Regions from separate parts of the Mus musculus genome. Here region 1 is linked to region 2. Evidence: chromatin contacts called from public promoter capture Hi-C data. All regions are on one chromosome and are shown on one strand. Each heading gives the region's core, a stretch centred on a gene start, on an enhancer-like site or on the middle of the called end of the contact. The rest is flanking DNA. Distances are from core to core; before and after follow the strand shown.

Region 1 (3,216 bases), core at 656-3,155, 540 kb after region 2:
TTGTACCCAGTGGGCTGGGGATATTTAGTATGCATTAAATAGTAATAAACACACCAGCTTAGAAATTCTCTGTATTGGCAAAGCAATGGGCACAGCCAGCTTTCCCTAAAAAGAAACCTCAAAACCACCAACCAGGAACTAACTTGGTTCCTTCTATAGGTCCAGAAAGGAATGTAGAAATGCGGCAGTTTTGAAGTAGTGAGATTTCAGGACCAGGCTGAAATCCCTGCACTCTGCTCTGCATAACACCCGAGTAAACCATGTGTAACTTGGGGAAACAGCAGCTCCGTGAATAAACTGTTTCCTTTAGCTTCAACAAGACACTAGACCAGTACTTCTTAATCATGCTGCACATTCCACGTCTTTTAAGAATTTGATAAGAAGAATGCATTTCCCCAGAACACACACATACAAACTTTGCACATCATTTCAGGGTAGAGATAGAAAAACCCCTGATTCCTGGACTGAGACCCCAACCCAGGATTAAAGCAAGCATAATCCAAGAAAAGTAACATCTTGTCAAGCAGGAAACAAAATAGCTCAGGCAAAGCCTTTTATTCAGAAAATCATAGTGGAAATATGCTGTTTTCCTATATACTGTTAAACTTTGGAGTTAGAAGGAAGCGTTGGTCACGGTGAACAAGAAAAACAAAAACGAAAATTAAAAGCAAATAAAAATAGAACAAATACAAGAAAAGTGTACATTGCTGCAACGCTTGCTCTGAAAGAGCAGCAATGAAATACAAGCCATTCCTGCAGCCTCCAGAGAACTGACCAACCGCCATCAATCTGGTGCACCTTTCTTTAGCAATCAAGTTAATCAAATGGCAAGTGTGAACACACCTTCGCAGTTGTGAAAGCAACACGTTGATGAAAAGCCCTGCGATTTTTTCATTCGTCCTCCGCCCCCCTGATCAGATAAGAACCAAGAAAGGATAGTTCAGGAAAAAATAAAGGAGGGACGCACAGAAATCCTGAAAGGGTGACTTAAAGGATCTGCAGGAAGTGTAAAATATAAACTTTTTGAGATCAGAGGGTTCAAGAGGAAAACAAGAACAAAGCCAAGGAAGCAATAACAGGGGAGAAAGTCTAGAATCTAAGCACTTAACACACACACACACACACACACAGAGAGAGAGAGAGAGAGAGAGAGAGAGAGAGAGAGAGAGAGAGAGAGACGCTTCCTTTCCTAGACACGTAAAGAGTAGTTAACTTGGCAATAAGGAACGCACCAGAAGGCAGGGCCACAATTTCCTCCTCCAAACTCCAGCATTCCTTGGACGCCCTCAGGCTTGGGACATTTCAGGCAGGGCGCCTCCCTCGGCACCGGTGTCAGGCAATCTCTCCAAGAGATTGCTACCTCCCTTCCTCTCACAGCAGGAGAGAGGAAGCAGGACACTCAGGGAAGAGCAGGGGGAAAGGCGGCCCACTCGGACAGAGTCCAGAAAGCCCCAGACCCTGCCAACTCTTCCCACTGCCGAGCGGAGCCGCCCCAGGGGCCAGTGCTGCCCCCCTTCACTCCAGAACACACTCAGACTCAGAGGGACAGGAGGGACCAAGGGGCGGACTTGGCTGCTCCCAGGGATGGAAGTGCCCAGGAGCAAGTTTGATGAGAGTAGCCGCAGGCGACACATCCATCTGTCGGGAAGCACGCCACCCCAACCCCTTCCTTTCCGCCGCGGCTCCGCCCTCACCTGTCTGTCAGCGGGGAAGCCGGCAGCGCTCCGTCGCGGGCTCTCCCGGTCGCAGCCCTCGGGAATCACGTCGGCCAGAGGGAGAAGGGACCGGAAGCGCAACCGGGAGCTTTTCCTTCGTCTCCTCCCCCACGCCTCGGGGGCGGGGAGCAGCTACAGCTGTCACAGGCTCCGGGCAACCAACCGCCGAGGACACTTGCACCCGCGACCTCTCAACCCGGTCTCCGGCGCTTGCACCCTACCCGCGAAGCCGGAAGCGAGCAGACCGGAAGTGCGGGGTCTTAGGCCCCGGACAGCCTCTCTCTAGAAGCCAAGCCCGGGCCCCGCCACGTCTCTATGGTGCGCGCGCGTCTCCCAGGGGGCTGGGTCCTCCCGACTCCGCCCCGGGCCGCGGCCCTGTGAACTACATCCGGGAATCCGCACGGACCGTTGCCGGGGTAACCGGGTTGCAGCGTAGAGGAACAGTCCATAGTTTGCGAAGTGCAGCCCTCCAGCCAGACATCCTCTACCCTTTTCCCACACGCGTACTCCGTGTCTGGAGGGTGGAGGTGGCCGTAGCTCACCACCGCGGAGCCGAAAGTTTGTCAACCACCGGAGAGAAGAACGGGATGCGGAAGGGATGGAGCGAAGATGAGTGTACCGGCGCTGGCAGCACGGAAGCCCGGCCCTCGCTTTCTTAGGTTTCTCGCTAGCTCTCCGCGATCACCGCACTCTTACCAGTCTGTGCACCAAGACCGGCAACCGTGAACGTGCGGTGGTAGCTCTGTTTCTGTGCTTGCTCTCTGACAGTGGGCTCATAGTACTTTTCTTCGCTGCTCCTCTTTTGCCGGCAACCGAACTCTGCCTTCTTGCTCATCCCCTCTTAAGTAGATCGCTGACGCCCCGTCCACAGAAACAGTTCAACTGTCCCTTCTCCCAGAGCTCTTCTTGGTCGTTTCCTACCAGACTTTGGGGGTACCTGCGAGAATCTTCCCTATTCCCAGCGGTGTTAGATAATGAGTTTAAATATCCTTGTACTGTGTCTTCCTCAGTCTGGTTAATAGTAACACTACATACATTTACATAATGCACTACACATATTTCAAACCTAAATAACGGTATTGTCTTAGATTGCTAGCACATCAACTCAAACAAAACATCAACAAAAACAGTGCTGACATGCCCAAACATAAATCTTGTATAAAGGGCTTTTCTGTTCTGAAATTGAGCTATAAAGGGAGTGGTGGGTGGGTACCAATTCTCTCAAACTGTAATTATTCTGCAATGTATTGTGAATTTTCCTACTCAAAACCATCCTCTTGAGTTGAAACCCATTAGTCTTCTCCATTATTAGAAAGGGGCCCCTGTCTAGTGTAACTCTTGCTCTCGTTCTGTAAGAACTGAATAAGACTTGTAGCTAAGTGCAAGTGTCATCATGTACAGGGCTTCTGAAGGGTGACTTGGAAAACATGTCTTGCAATGCCCGGTTGTGTATGAATGGTGTGGACAGCTAGTACATAACAAAACTGGGTGTCTCCTTGAG
Region 2 (3,444 bases), core at 345-2,844:
ATGTGTAAGTGGGTACCTTTTGCAAGTCAGTGAGAATTTCTTGCATAACTGAAACATGCAATTCAAGACAAAAGCTTTGCAGTACCACATCCGTTGCAGCCTGAAGCCCTCTATGCTACAGATTCCCAATAAAACGTTAGCAATTATTTTTCCACATGTAATCATTATATCATCGTAGGGGGGTGAAAAAACCTGAAATTCAGGTTCTTAAGTGGGTGTGTTCTAACAGGAATTAAAGACATTTGGAGAAATTCCAAGATTATACTCCTTTAAAGTCACTTCTTCATCCCAAAGCTACTTAGGCTAATGGCAAAGTACCACTCACTAACATTTATGAAATCAATATTCCCATTGTGTTCAACCCTCCAGCCACTTGCCATCCACACCACACCCGCCTGCTTAGAGACAGCCGTGGAGACCCAGAAGCGAGTCCTCCGCCCACCCTGGCCCACTAACGAGCCAAGGAAGTCGCCACTAGCCAGGCGCAAGGCTGTGAGACACACAACCCTGCTGAGGTGGCCTGGACACCCACCTTCTGAACTTGGGGCGGCCCTGACTCACACCCTGTCACATGGCGCGGGAGCCAGGCTGAAGAGCCACCGTTGCCAGGTGTTCAGGCTCGGCACGACCGTTTATTTGCCTTGCAAAGTGACCCGAGCGCTCCTGTGCCATTGGGGGGAAGGCCGGCAACCTCCAGGCCTCTCCTCCCTCACACGCCCACACCCGCCCTGTCACCGGTCCTCCTCACCTGAGTGGGCAGCAGGAGTTCCCCTTCTTCTGCCTGCCACAGCTCCACCACGTTCGGCAAGGGCTCAAACGCTGCACGGACACCAAAAAAACACACCGCGTTTGTAATGCACGGCAAAGAAACGCTTCCTGTTTCCTCGCCCGTCCCCTCGTGCCAACCGCCTGCCCCCAAACAAGTCTCCTTCTCCCCTCGCAGGGCAGGCCACCCGAGGGGTGAGCCGAGGATGCAAATACAATGCCCAGCCGGACCCCGGGGTCCAGAAGATGAGGGCGTGCGGGCTTGGTCAAGACCAGGGCATGAGGCCGCCGCACCAAGCACGGCGCGACCCCCAAGCCACCGGGCTGGGGGAAACAAAGCTGCAGGAAGCCGGGCGCGGCGAGGCACCCGCGCGCCACACAAAGCGGGGGATGCGCCCGGGGCGCAGGGGCCCGCGCACAAAGGCTCCGGGGCGTGCGCGGCTAGCGGTCCCTGAGCCCCACGCTGCCCGCTCCTGGCCCGGCCTAGAGTCGCCGAGGGGACGCTGCGGTCGCAGGGCTGCAGCAGCCCGTCTTCCCCAGCCGCCCGAGTCCCCTTCCTCCGCGAACCCTCACAGATTTCAACAGTTCCCTAAAAGAAAGGGGGGGCGGGGCGGCGGGGACAGCCAGCCCCGACGACGGGCTGACCTTGTCCCTGAGCCCCTCCCGGACGGCAGCAGGACAGCAGGACCTGGAAGACGCCCAGCAGAAGGTTCACGGCAGCGGCCGTGCGGCGGTAGGCGCCGGACTGCGGGCGCCGGAGCCCCGCCATGCTGGTGCTCGCCGCGCTCGCTCGCAGCGATCTTGTTCTCTTGTTTGGTGGCGCCGCGGCCGCCAGGCCGCGCCCCGGGCCCGCCCCCGCGCCCTGGCCCCGCCCCGCCTCCGGGCCCGCCCCCCGCTGTTGGGCCCGCCCCCGCAGCTGTTGGACTGCTGCTCAGCGCCGGCGCGCCGCTTGCTCCCGAGCGCGTGTGCTCCGCAGATAGAAGGGGATGGAACGCGGCGGGGAGCGGAGGGACGAAGACAATGCGAACGCTCACAGCGCGCAGCACGTGCCCGAGGGCCCCCAGAAGCTTGACTCTGGGGGCTGGGGCTCGCGGCCCACGGGGAGAGGGTGTTGTCGTGAACTTTCATGAGGTTCTCTTTGTCGATGACACCCGGGCCACGGTGGGGGCACTAACCCCCCGGGGGGAGGGGTCCTGGGAATGAATCGTAGCCCAGCGCTTGGCCTTGAACAGGATATTAGTGGAAATATTGCTGTGGTTGTCAGGAAACGCGAGTGCAGCCGCACAGCTACTGCCTGTTATGCAGCGAGGATATCCGGTGGCTGCGAGGTCTGTAATTTAGAATAAAAAGCTCTCCCAACACCCGAGAGGCTGACCTCAGCGCCGCGTGGCGGTAATGCGCTCAGCGCCCTCTGTGGAGACGGTCCAAATCCTGACAGGTGGGAGAGCTTAGGTTAGACCTTCAAGAGCCCTGCAGATGGACCTGCAGAATCAGACTGCAAAAGTGAGCCAGCCACTTGCTAAACGTAGTTGAAGTGGAGGGCACAGATCGCCTGCCAGTTAACAATATTAATAAGTAGTGTAAGTCATACTTGGAAATTTATTTTCTGCCTCTGTTTTTTTTTTTTTTAAGTTGATTTGCTGTGTGCAGCAAACGTAGCTCGTATGAAACTCAGAGACTGTGAGCTTCAGGAAGTGATGGTGTACACCTGTCTGCTTACATTGATCTTCTGTTTAATTGCTTCTGGAGCCTTCCAGTCTAGACTATGGGAAAAAATGTAGTCTCATAGCAGGTCAGATGTTGGTCAAGGACAATATGAATGATGGATGCTCTCTTCATAATACCATACTGTGAACCTAATCTCTTTGTCTGGATGTAACTCTAAATGAGGTTAAACCACCTGATTTCTTTGCCATACTTAACACTTGATAAAAGCAAATGTCCACATGGAAATGTCATTTTGCTTTGTCCAACTTGAGCAGCTCCAATTATTTCTTACTCCCCCCCCCCCCAGATTGCTTGGGTGCATCCCTGGCAAGGATGTCCTGTCCTATCCCATTGGACCCTTTTTTTCCTCTTCATTTCACTTCTCTGGGTTTCTATTTGCCCCTCGGATACTGAAATTCCCTCACTGCATTCAAGGGTCTCAGAAAATCGATGGTATGTCCCGGCTATCGCATGCAAAGCTCTTGGTTCAGGTCACAGTACCACAAAACCAACACATGTTTCAGCCCACACTAGGTGTTTCAGTTTTTACTATTTATTATGTAAATATTAAATGTTAATTTTAATGTTAATTAATTTTAAACCCATACTAAGAAAACAAGCAAATATTGACAGGTATAATTTAAAAGTCATGATGCAAAACTCCACCGATTTTTAAATTATTTTACCTTTTTACTAATAAAATCTCACATTAAAAAAGTATCACACTCTCAAAGAGAACTACTTAAAAGACTGAGGAATATTACCGTAGGCCATATTTGAGTCTGCTCTCATTTATTCTCCTACCAAAGGTTTTCCAGGGCAGACTGCTACTTCCGTGTTGGGTTCTTTACAAAGTGGGTAACTGACCGTTATTCACGAAGCCAGAAGCGTGTATCTGCAGTGCCACGAGACTGGAGAAGGATCCAGGACCACACAGCTGTCTTCTTAGATAAATCTGACCCACTTGGCCTT

What was found. Promoter capture Hi-C pulls out the DNA fragments that hold promoters and counts their contacts.
Region 1: a promoter capture Hi-C map of pre-B cells shows a contact between it and region 2. The contact joins the promoter of Arfip1 here to the promoter of Tmem131l in region 2. A contact is called at or near these places in 2 of 39 promoter capture datasets (hippocampal neurons and pre-B cells), 1 of 484 Hi-C or Micro-C datasets (embryonic stem cells) and 2 of 115 datasets of contacts at active chromatin or transcription factors (memory CD8 T cells and pancreatic cancer cells).

Annotation. Positions count from the first base shown.
Region 1 is chr3:84,580,720-84,583,935 of GRCm38.p6, forward strand. It overlaps Arfip1 (ADP-ribosylation factor interacting protein 1), which reads right to left and starts at 1,906. Exons shown (of 9, transcript NM_001081093.2): 1 at 1,695-1,906. It overlaps Gm35410 (predicted gene, 35410), which reads left to right and starts at 1,696. Exons shown (of 1, transcript NR_164319.1): 1 at 1,696-3,216.
Region 2 is chr3:84,038,567-84,042,010 of GRCm38.p6, forward strand. Tmem131l (transmembrane 131 like) reads right to left here and starts at 1,595. Exons shown (of 35, transcript NM_172681.4): 1 at 1,411-1,595; 2 at 749-819. The coding sequence starts at 1,534. Gm30352 (a long non-coding RNA gene) reads left to right here and starts at 1,655. Exons shown (of 4, transcript XR_867387.3): 1 at 1,655-2,345; 2 at 3,282-3,444.